Linked DNA regions of Mus musculus: region 1 is linked to region 2. A link is a contact called in public HiChIP or PLAC-seq data. All regions are on one chromosome and are shown on one strand. Each heading gives the region's core, a stretch centred on a gene start, on an enhancer-like site or on the middle of the called end of the contact. The rest is flanking DNA. Distances are from core to core; before and after follow the strand shown. Region 1 has its middle 260 kb from the start of 4930503O07Rik. Region 2 has its middle 15 kb from the start of Camk1g.

Region 1 (6,108 bases), core at 3,036-5,535, 580 kb after region 2:
ATTGTGTCATACCCAGGAGACATGCCACCAAAAGTCCAACACAAGCCCCTAATTTCTACACAGCAAATTATATTCACTGAACCTAAATGTAGTAAGAAATTGAAACTGAAGGACCGTGTTCATTGTGAGTTTATTATTGATCTTTAAGTAAAGAGACAAATCCATGACTACTAGGGCTCAAGAAGTCTAGCAAAACAGACACTAAACATTTCAGCATCACCAGTAAAATAACAGAGGGCTGACTAATAATGGCTTCATATCCCAGAGATGGTCTCATCTGTCACAGTGGTGAGTCCACTTATTTTTATAATATTGATGGTAAAGATGGTGGTATTACACATGATGAATGGAGCTAAAGGGCTAGCTGGATGAAACTACTATGAACACAGGCAACACAGAAATGGGATGCTAAATGGGCAGGACAGTTCCATACTCATTAGTTTTCAGCCCCTTTCATAAGAAAATAAGACTAAGTTAAGCTATTCAGAGCTGGGCACAGATAAGGCTTCTTTCTGGTAATATTTTCTTTTTTAAGGGCAATGAGATCACACAACAGCAACAACAAGAAAGTCTGAGGAAGAAGATATGGAGCCTGCTATCTGACTCTAAAATGAATTGCTGGGTAAGTTGGTTATCCCCTGAGTAAGGATTTGTTCTTATCAGATGCAATTACCCTAGTTTATAATTCCTTCAGGCATAAATTATTTGAAATGGATTCTATGCCCACATGAGGACAAAACTTTCTTTTAGGCCCAAACTAGAATCCAAACCAATGGTAAAACAGAGCTGCTGATGTGAGCAGGCGTGTGTCTCCTGCCAATACCTACTAGCTTGATTTATTCAACATTCATTATTCAATACAGTCTTATTAAGAACTGACTATGTGCCAAATTGTCTTTCTGCCTGAATATTCAGAAGTTAGTGAATGACAAGATGACATTTTCAAAAACAGAAAGACCTATGGCTTGAGAAATGATGTTTAGCAACACTCGTGGAAGCTAATCCCAAGCTCCAAGAACAAAGTGGGTCATAGGGAGTTATGAGAGCACCAGGTCTCTTAGGCTGTGTGGTGAAGAAACTTCTGGGTCTAGTAAGTAGTATGCCATAATTTTCAGCGCTTGGACAGACAGAAAAATTCTACTTCCACAACACAAAAACAATTGTGTAAGGACACCATGGAAATAATAGAGCCATTGCTAAGCATGTCTAAGTGTCCAAAGACAGAGAGAGGGAAGGGAGAGGAGGGAGGGAGACAAGGAGAGAGGAAAGAAGGGGGATAGGGAGAGAGGAAGAGGGAGATGGAGACAGATGGATACAGCGAGACAGAAAGACAGAGACAAAGACACACAGAGAGACAGGCAGAAACAAAGAGACAGACAGAGACAGTGAGAAATATAGACTAGTAGACACATGAGCTAATGATCTGGTGCTTAGGCTATTTGAAAAATGCAAACATGAGAAGTAGACAATATAGTCCCAGTAGAGAACCCTTGCTAGAGGAGACATTGGGCTCATCAAATTGCTAATCATTATTTGAAGCTGTGATGGTCAGATTGGAGATTTGAGGGTTCTAGCTACTTAGGTTCCCCCCTCAAATTTAAAATTATGCAAGTCTTCCATGCCAAATATTCACTACATCCCCCAAATCAGAAGACACTGTGTCGAGGGGGTAAGGATTAGGATTTATCATCCTCTAGAATGGTTGCCCTTGTAGTTCAATAGAGGACATCAGACTTTCTAAGATTTGTATTCCTCTAAACACCCCTACTCTTCTTCCACTATCTCAGTAGCATCCTCTCATGGTAGTAGAGGTCCAGAATGCTTTTGGGCAAACCAGGACCAGGTGCTATGAGCTTGCCACTCTCTCAGTCTCTCCTTATCTGAAAAGACCAGCTCTCTCTCCAGCTCTATACTTCTGGTTCCAGACCCCCAGCCTACACCAGACAAGGATGGGATAAGTGCAATAGATATCCTCTTATCAAAAGCAGAGCCAGCCAGGCAGTCCATGGACATGGGTCTAGTCTAGACCCATGGAATTTGATTATGCATTCTACAGTGACAAAGATGGTTTTATTAGAGGAAGAAGAATGCCCTCTGCCAGCTGTCAGCATCCAGGCACTTGGAGAGTGGTAAGAGCAATATGAACCTGAGACAGAGATGGTGTGGACACTAAGCCATCCATCTTCTTGCCAGTAGTCCGATAGTAAGAAAGTCACATGATATATTGTGCAATGATTTTCCTCCTATCCCCTCCCAGGTCCCTAGAACTCTTAGAAAAGGTGTGGCTTGATCTCTCTTTGTTGTGGATCCAGGAAACTTCTGAGAGCATGTCTGTCACCCTCATTACCACATCAACCATGGTCCAAGCAGAATTAGAGACTTTGACCTGCTGACCAAGGCAGAGGCAGGTACAGACTTTGACACTGCAATAAAGGGGGGGTCACCACTGCACAGTGAACTCATAGACACCAGAGTAAAGAGGACCTCAACAGATGGCAAATGTTTCATTAAGTTATGACAGTTTGCTTAGAAACTGAGATATAATGTGGCTTTATTCTCAGAAATGGAAAAATGATGCATACCACTCACAAAGTTCTTAACTCAGGCACACACTCTAAGGATATAATGTTGTGGTACATATACTCTAAGGATACGATGGTATGGTAGGCACACAGCATGTATACATGACCAAGTCCTCAGGCCAGTACAATAGAAAACAAAGTCAGGGGAGACTGTGCCAGAGAATACTGGATAGAAAAAAAAAAAACTGATCAAGAGTAATCTGGACCAGGGACTCCATGGTATCTATTACCATGGCTATGATTTCAAAGTGTCAATGTGTGTGTAGGGGAAGGTATGTGTGTATGTATGTAAATGCATATATGTGTGTATATATGTGTGTGTATATTATATATATATGTGTGTGTGTGTGTGTGTATGTGTATTTTTATGTGCAAATATATATGTATAGTGAGAATTTTGGTTTCTTTAAAAACCCAGTTATGTTATGTGAATATGTTTTTGTTTTAATCCCAGGTGGCAGATAAGAAAATGCTTTACAGCAGGTGATTATGACTTGCCTCATGCACTAGCAGAGGTGTGATCTTTGCCAGCTGCAGATAGTTTTATTCTGGGGGCTCTGGAAAGGGTAAAAATAGGAGAGCCCCACGAGGCCTGTGGTGGCTGCTGCTCCTGCTGTTGGTCCCTGCTATTGTGGTTTTTCAAGTGGCTGTAAGCAAAGAGATGAGAAGAAGAAATTGGATATCCTGATGACCAAGATTGGACTGGCCCTAAGTCCCTAATCAGCAGGAAGTGATCTAAAGAGGTCTATATTTTTCCTCTAACCTTCTTTCTTTAGTGCTGGGGATTTGGAAGGGATTGGGGTGAAATCAAGGTTGGGAGGGAGGTAGAGATATAAGAACTCAATAAAATAGTTTTTAAAAACCATTATCATATATGTGTATATTCATGTGTATATGTTTGTGCCTATATATGTGTTTGTATATGCATGTGTATATAAGTATGGTATATAAGTATGTGCATACATATGGGTACAGACACACATAATAGACAAACAGCTCTAATACAATCTCTTACTATGCTGAACAAAGGCATCAGACCAAACAAACAAACAAACAAACAAAAAACAATTTGAAGTTTTTCTTTGAAGAGAGTCATAAATACCCAGCAGAAATGTACTATGCCCTTGTACAGTAAACACTGAGAATAGTGCTGGCACATGTTCTTTTCATGTGTGTTTTATGATTCACTGTCTTCTAGGAGTTGCCACCCTTATAATAAGCCACTCCATGCTTGTTGATTTGAGTGTATGAAACATCAGGATCTTGGAGGAAATCAGATCTGGGAACTTTGTTTTAAGAAGACTGACCTCTGACCTACAGAATAATTCTGTACAACCCGAGTAAGCCATAGTTAAGTTACTCATTCAACAAATACAATAAATAGCTAAGCATAATGTTGGAGACCATCAATCCAGGTTATGTGTATTCAGCTGATTCTCAGAGCCCTGCTGCCCTTCAGTGCAGACCTGCCTTTCCTGTCTCACAGTGTGTATCATGTGTTTAGCTGCTCATCACCTGACCTCATGCACATGTCAACAGAGAAATGAAAACAGGAGCCAACAATGTAATCAGAGAAATGTCTGGTGTGTGTGAAACTCCTTTTCTTCATCTCTTCCTGTACTTGCATCAGGGTCTGTTCATAGCTTGTATTACAGAGTCTCCATGCTGTGTCCAAGTTTAGACTCTTCCAAGGAGGAATTGAGGTTTGAATGAGTCAGGACCTGGGGTTGGGGGGGTGCTTGGAGTGTCAGTCCTGGAAGTTCATGAGTCAGAGGAATAGATGGAAAGGCCTTATGAAGTAATTGGACAAGAATGGCCTCTCTTGAAAAGACTTCTTTGATTTGTCCCCACTTCTCATTTCCCATTTCTTTTTACTAGGTCCAATTATTTCTTGGTTTCCTGGGGTTCCGTCTCAGTCAGCTATACAGCAATGACCCTGTTTGGCATATTTCAATAGGATGCTTCCAGTTGGTGGCATGGTTTTACAGCCGAGAAGGCTCTACCCCCAATCCCCATTGCACTGTACTACCCCCAACCCCCATTGCACTGTACATCACTGTTTGCTTCCTCAGTCTGTGAGTTCAATGCTACCCTGCTGTGTGAAAAATGGAGCTGAGGCCCTGTCACCTAAAGCTACAGCTGATGAAGGTGACTGACAGCCTGGGTCAAAGGCAAATGAGGAAGATAGTCATTTGGATGGTCTTACAGTTGAGGCCACTCATTGTATTTTGGGGGTGGGGGAGCAGGTATAGGATTTTTTTGCTATTTGACTTTTGTTTTGTTTTATTTTTTTTTTCTGAATCTATTTTAATGGTTGTAGCCAACACTCACATAAAGAAAACTGACCATTGAGGGGTTCTGGGTTTATTTTTCAGCTTAGTTGGTCTCTATCATCACCTAGTTCTGACTATTTGGAGCAGCTGTGGAACACACTCCAAGCATGGGGAGAGGGGTTTTCTGCCAAGCAGCTTCGGAGGACTCAGCAAACCACAATCACTGAAGATGTTCCCCAGAAGGCTTTAGGAGTACAAATCTCTTTAATTAAAATGGGAAAAGCCATCATGAATGAAGTGAGAGGAAGTTGGCTGAGAGGGGAGGGGCCAGGGATTGAAGAGAAGAAATAAATATTTCACAAGTGTTTTCAAACACTGGCTGTCCAACACCCAGTGGAAAACGCCACTTGATGGATGATATTTTGGGTTGGAAAGTGAGGCTAATTCAATGTAATGAGAGGTGAATGGGACTTCAGGCCCTTATCCAGCCACAGGAGACCCCTTACAAAAGAGCCTGCTCTTGCAGTCATTAATTTTTTATGAAGTTTAATAGGCCTGAGCCTAGAGACCTTCTGTGGTGTTGATTAGCTTCATATTTCTCTCATTAATGTAGAATCTGATTAGCTCTTATAAAAAGCATTTCATCTCCGGTCCAGGCGTGGCAGCTACATTGTTCCATGTTAGGAATTGTGGTTTGATTCACTTGAGGGAAGAAACATCCTCTGGGTTGAATGCTCCTCTCAGCCACAAGAGGAGAAGTGCATAGGACCAGCTGTTGCAGGAGCCTTGCTGACTGTGGTGAGGGACTCTCAGAAGTTGGACTGTGGTAACTTGATTGGAGGACAGGAGAGCCAATACATGGCAAAGATGATGGAACAGGCATCAGCCAGGGTACCAGTTAGAGCTGAATCAGAGGAGCCAAAACACTGCCTGATGGGAACTAAGGCTGTTTTTATAGAGATGAGTGCTTATGTTACTGTTCAAGCTTACAGCACTGTCTGCTGCCTGGCTTTTGATGTCAGCTACAAAGTTGCTTCAGGCCAGCCAGACCAGCAGACAGAAAAGAAAGCTGTTTATGGATGAGAGAAGAAGGAAACTGGACCCCTCAGAGCAAGTGTGAGCATCTTCTATTTCTTACTGCTGCCAACCTCAGTGTCACAGTTGTCCAGACAGGAATGGCTATCTCCCTTCACCTTCCCTTTATGCTTCACACTAAAGCTGATGAAGGAGATTTGTAGCTTTTCAGGGTGACA
Region 2 (5,743 bases), core at 2,461-4,960:
TCATCCCTGAGGAAGCCAGGGCAGGAATACCGGAGGCAGGATCTCAGACGGAGGCTGTCTGCTTTCTTTCAGCCAGGACCACCAGCCCAGGGGTGGCCCCACCCACAATGGGCTGGACTTTCCCACGTCAATCATTAGCTAAGACAGCGCGTCACAAGCTTGCCCACAGGCCGCTTTTATGGAGGCATTTTCTCAACTGAGGTTCCCTCTGTTTAGGTGGTCCTAGCTTGTGTCCGGTTGACAAAAACACAAACAAACAAACAGCTGGCACAAATGAAAACTAGATTTCGAGGAGATTGGACTTTCACAAGAAAACCTGGAAATGGGGAGGCTGAGTACCAAGGAAAAAGCGACACCGGAAGCCAATGGTTGACTCCCTGAGGTGCGCTAACAAGGACCATGAGTTATTCTGTGTTTGGATTAGCAGACCCCTCCTGATGAGATGAGAAGCTCTCAGAGGTCTCAAGGAAGGGATGGCTAGCCTGGATGGCAGTTCAGGTTCCGAGTGCAGGACCAGAGCCCTCTGCTGGCCATCTAGAGCTCAGCCAGTGACCTGTTTTTGGACTTCCACTCATTCCAGCAACAAGGGCAAAATACAAGCCCAAGGCCCAGGAACAGGTCCTCTCCCCACATTTATGTTTCCCAATTCCACTTTTCAGTTTAAAAAAATATATTATTGTTGGGTGGGCTTGAGCCACTGATGAGATAGTTTTTACTTGCATTTTCTTTGCAGTTACAGAAGGCTGCCACTGTGGGGCAGGGTACTCCCCGCTTGTGTCTTTGTCTTTCTCTGTGTCTGTATATTCTTTCTCTCCCCCCACCCGTCTGTGAGTGTGAACATGAGAAAGTGTGTGTGCACGTGTGTGAGAGAGTGTATGGGAACATGTGAGAGAGACGGGGTGGGAGACAGAGACAGAGAGAGAGAGAGAGAGAGAGAGAGAGAGAGAGAAAGAGAGGAGGGGTTCACCCTTATGTCTCCTCTCCAGGCAGAGTGAAAGAGAGGTTAGATTTGGGGGAGGATGCCCAGTTTGCAGCGTATCCCCAGGTAGAATCCCCAGGGAAGGGAAAGAGAAAAGGGGGGAGGAAAGGGAGAATGAGAAGGCTCCAGGGCCATCATTTACAGGTGACCTGTGTGACCAGGGAGGCAACTCCTTGGGAAAATTCAAGAAATGTTTTGTGCTCTCTACTTATTGTCTGGTAAATTGCTAGGAATATTATACTTTTGTGGAGAAGGTGACCAGACAATACCTGGAGGGGTCTTCAGCCATTGTTAGGGCGTCAGCAAGACTGTCTCATATGAACTGGATCTCCCTTTAAACAATGACCTGAGTGCAGACACCTTCTCTGTGGAACTGTTCATAATTGCAATATTTGGGTTTATCTAGAAGGTAGACCTGCCTCCTTTGAAAAATTAGAAGTAATTTCACAGGAATGGAACTGGGCAGTGGCCAAAATCATGGTGCTCTCTAGTGCCAGAGGCTGGGTTACAACCCTGTCTCTCTCACTCACTGACTCTGTGATCCAAGCAAGCGACATCTGTGCTGTGCCTTGGTTTCCTCACTTATAAAAGGGTCACCAAGACGGCTCAGCAGAGAAAGGTGCTTGCAGTGCAAACTTGGCAATCCCTGAGACCCGTGTAGAGGTAGAAGGAGAGGACTGATCCCCTAAAGTCCTCTGACTGCCACACGTGACCTTTCCTACCATATACTCAATAGCGATCATGAAATTAAAATGGAGCTGTAAATGGCACTTACCATACAAGGTTGTTTTGAAAGTTAAAACAATACTGAGCACTATTATTAGAAAAGAATAAGCAATAGCTGTCACCTGTAAACATCACCATCATCATCATCACCACCACCACCATCATCACCATCAGAAAATCATCATCATCACCTTAATCATCGCCCTCATCATCTTAACCATCATCATCACTACCATGACTCTCACCATGATCACCATCACGACCACCATCACTACCATTATCATCGACATGAGGCTATGAATCTTTGTGAGAAAACAGATATGAAGAAGTGTGGTGAACAGCCTGTGTCCACCACTGTCCACTTCATCCCTCCCATCAGCACTGAGGGCTCCCACCTGGAGGGTGGACAGTATTGTGCTCATCACTGTGGGCAGGGGATTGCGGTTTGGTGTGACTTCTGCTGGAGACATTAAATATCCCCATAGGATTGGTCACAGGATAGCTAGAAGCCGCCACTGTGAGGAGCCCGACATCTGTTGGCTCGGATTCTCTGGTGTCTGTGTGGAGCAGAGTTACACTGCTGAGGTCGAGTCAGAAGTCAAATTTTCTACAAATACCTCACAAGTTTTTGATCCATCTCAAGTTTGAGAGTGAAAGAGACAGACAGATTGGCAGGGAGTCCTCTTGTCTCAGGTGCCCTATTAAGAGACCTGCATGCACGCAGGCCGGTACTGTTTAAAGCCCGGTGTTCTTCTATACTTCTTCCCATTGGTAAAGAGATTCAGTATCAGTTTACTTGGAATATTTGGCAACCATTTCCTGAAATTGAACATACCACCTGGACATCTGATCAGTAACCGTTAAAGGATGAATCATGTAGCCGGGAAAGACAGTTCAGTGAGTAAGAGTGCTCGACGTGCAAATGTGAGTTCCTGATTTCAGATCCCAGCACCAAGGGGAAGAGCTGAACAAGGCCACCTGTGTGCCTCTAACCCTATGCTGGGGGATGGGGTGGCAGAGACAGGAGGATTACAGGGGTTCACTGGCCACTGGCCTAGTTAACAAACAAAAGCTACAAAACCCATACCCAATACCACATCTTCCTCTGGCCTTAGTGTGAGTATGGGTAGGTACACTCATCCTTGCAACACACACACAGATGCACAGGCTCACATACGCATGCACACACACACACACATGCAGATGTGCATGCTCACATGCACACACACATGCATACACACATGCAGATGCGCATGCTCACATACACACAATGCAGATGCGCATGCTCACATACACATGCATACACACACAGAGATGCACATTCTCACATACACATGCATACACACACATGCAGATGTGCATGCTCACACACACATGCACACACACAGAGATGCACATTCTCATATACACACGCATACACACACATGCAGATGCACATGCTCATATACATACATACACACACGCAGATGCACACGCTCACACACATGCATACACACAGAGATGCACATTTTCACATGCACATGCATACACACACGCAGATGCACACGCTCACATATGCATGCATACACACATGCATACATACACACATGCTGATGCACATGTTCACATACACGTGCATACACACACAGATGCGCATGCCCACATTCACACACATGCAGATGCACATGCCCACATGCACATGCATACACACACACAGAGGGAGAAATGTTTCTAGTTGCTGATGTGTCTGAGTCATTGGCTCATTGCATACTAGTTCACTCCTTGCTTTATCATTGGTCTTAACCCCAAGTCTTAACCCCTGTTTCACCAAGGCAGCTTGGAGCTTTGCTCCACACATATCCCTAGGTCTGTGTTTCCCCAGCAGAGACTCAGCAAACAGCTATTAGAAGACAATGAAGCAGCAAAGACACTGGCTGGCCTGGCACGTTGTCTGGGCTCTGCTGGTCCCAGATGGCGCTCTTTACAGTGTCTGTAAAGTCCTAGGAAATCTGAACAGATTGCTACAACAAAGTGGGGCAAAGGGGAGACAAAGGACAAGGCTGAGAGGAAACAAGTTAACTCAAGCCCTTTGCTGGGCAGAGCGGCTTCAGAGACATGACAACCTGTGGTCAGTAGAGGGCAGTGTTGCCTCAGCGACTATTTTAATAACCACTTGGCCAGGCTCCAGCTGGCTCTCCAGAGCTTTGGCAGGATTGCTGGAATGGACAGAGGCCAGCCGGTCTGTCCATTTGAACAAAAGCAATAAAGAAGATAGACACCTGTGTACTTACCGTCTACATCCCATATTTCCTGTATAAAGCTTTGGCTTTTCTGTCTATCCTTCCTGCTGCTGGGGAGCCCACCCACCTTGGTGGCCACAGCAAGCGATGGGATCTTTGTTTAGTAAAGTATCTCTTTCTTTCTGCACTGTTTTGATTTTAGCTTCTGAGAAAGGGTTTAACTAGATAGCCAAGGCTGTCCTGGAACTTGTGACCCTTCAGGGTCTCCCTGGAGTGCTGGGATTGATTGCAGGGTGCCTCACTGTACCTGGCAGCATCTTTCTGGATGCCCATTATATTCTTGCTGTGAAGATGTGTCCTCCAAGCTTCTGCCTCACTGGCCCTTTCCTTCCTGGCCTCTCCATCTCCCATGTACCTCCCTCTCTGCTCTGCCTCCATATCTGCATGAGAGTGGGTGGTCTGGCTTGTGGGACCAGGTACAAAGCAATAAGGAGAGAGAAGATATGTCCTGTAGGAGCTTCCCATCTCAGGGGGACAAACTCACAGTAGCAGCACCCAGAGGAGCAGAATGGAAGAGTCTCTGCCACACTATGACCAGAGGATGAAGGCAGCTTGGCACAAGGCTCTGCTATTCTCCAGGATTTCCTTAGAGCTTTCTAGAAAACATCTCCTGCACATATCCAAACATCCTGCAAGTATTTCCAAGAGCCATTTCTTTGGTTGTCCTATTTGAGGTTCCTCAGCCCCTCCAAGATGTCTCAGTGATGCCAGACATGGTCCTCCACTTGGGAGGCAAACATCTAAGGCTCTGGGACTTGGTGATGAGCTCTGCAAACACTTGGTTTAACCAGATGCAGGGTGCCCCCTTCCAGGAAGGAGGCCATTTTCTACCACTAGGTTTCTAGAAGCCAGCATGTAGATATGGAAGCAGAGAGGACTGCCACTAGCCAGGCTATGTTGGCATTAGGAGATTAATGAGGCTGCTTCGATGAGGAATGTCTCTTCAGCCAACTGCTGGCAATTAGTCAGAGCTGAGCCTGCTGTGTTCCAGTCTGTCAGCTGGGTCCTGGAGAGAAACACCTCAACAATGGGCTGGCTCAGAAGGAAGGGGACCGGAGCTCAACCCTTACCTCAAGGTAGCAGTATGGGTCTGCACTGACCTTGAACTAAGCCTTCTCAGAACTACCAACCTGACACTGTTTGGAGGAACATCAGATGCTGTCTTTCTGACCTCCCTGCCTTTTCTTGGGGCCACAGTAGGGCTTTTAGAAGATCTCTGTGTTCATGGATCACTTTGAGACTTTGCTCCCAGACCTCCCAGAAGATTGACTATTGGCACTGCTAGACCAGGGACCACTTTGAATAGCAAGGATCTTAGTAGGGAGAGAGGAGGGAGGGAGGAAGAGAAAAAGAGGAATAGAGAGAAAGAGAAAAGGTAGACATATTGTATGTTTTATAAGTGTATTTACATATGTGTGTGTATATGAGTATGTGTGTGTATATATATGAGTGAATGTGTATGTATATATGTGTGAGTGTGTATGAGTGTATGTATGAGTATGTGTGTTTGTGTATGAGTGAGTATGTGTGAGTGTGTGTGAATGTGTGTGTGTGTGCTGGTCCTTCTTTCTCTGTAGAATAGGAATTTCCATTCTTCCTTCTCTGTCTATGAAGTGATGATAAGGACAGGATAGTTAGCACTAGTGTGTGTGTGTGTGTGTGTGTGTGTGTGTGTGTGTAGTCAGGGGTGGGGGTGGACATCATAGAACCTGGGCCTGGGACAGCTTCCTGAATCGCAGGCTATCATGAGGATGGTCCA

What was found. HiChIP or PLAC-seq counts read pairs in DNA pulled down with a chosen protein or histone mark.
Region 1: a FOXA1 HiChIP or PLAC-seq map of pancreatic cancer cells shows a contact between it and region 2. The contact joins two enhancer-like sites. A contact is called at or near these places in 1 of 39 promoter capture datasets (embryonic stem cells), 3 of 484 Hi-C or Micro-C datasets (the HL-1 cell line, adipose-derived mesenchymal stem cells and myocytes) and 1 of 115 datasets of contacts at active chromatin or transcription factors (pancreatic cancer cells).

The regions. Positions count from the first base shown.
Region 1 is chr1:193,963,081-193,969,188 of GRCm38.p6, forward strand. No RefSeq gene overlaps it. Among named protein-coding and RNA genes, the nearest start is that of 4930503O07Rik, 260 kb to the right of the region's middle. Within about 2 kb of position 4,286, at least 17 of the 459 cell types and tissues checked have an H3K27ac peak or open chromatin away from gene starts, as enhancers often do. A contact at or near this core is called in pancreatic cancer cells, where this site is marked.
Region 2 is chr1:193,382,496-193,388,238 of GRCm38.p6, forward strand. No RefSeq gene overlaps it. Among named protein-coding and RNA genes, the nearest start is that of Camk1g, 15 kb to the left of the region's middle. Within about 2 kb of position 3,711, at least 29 of the 459 cell types and tissues checked have an H3K27ac peak or open chromatin away from gene starts, as enhancers often do. A contact at or near this core is called in pancreatic cancer cells, where this site is marked.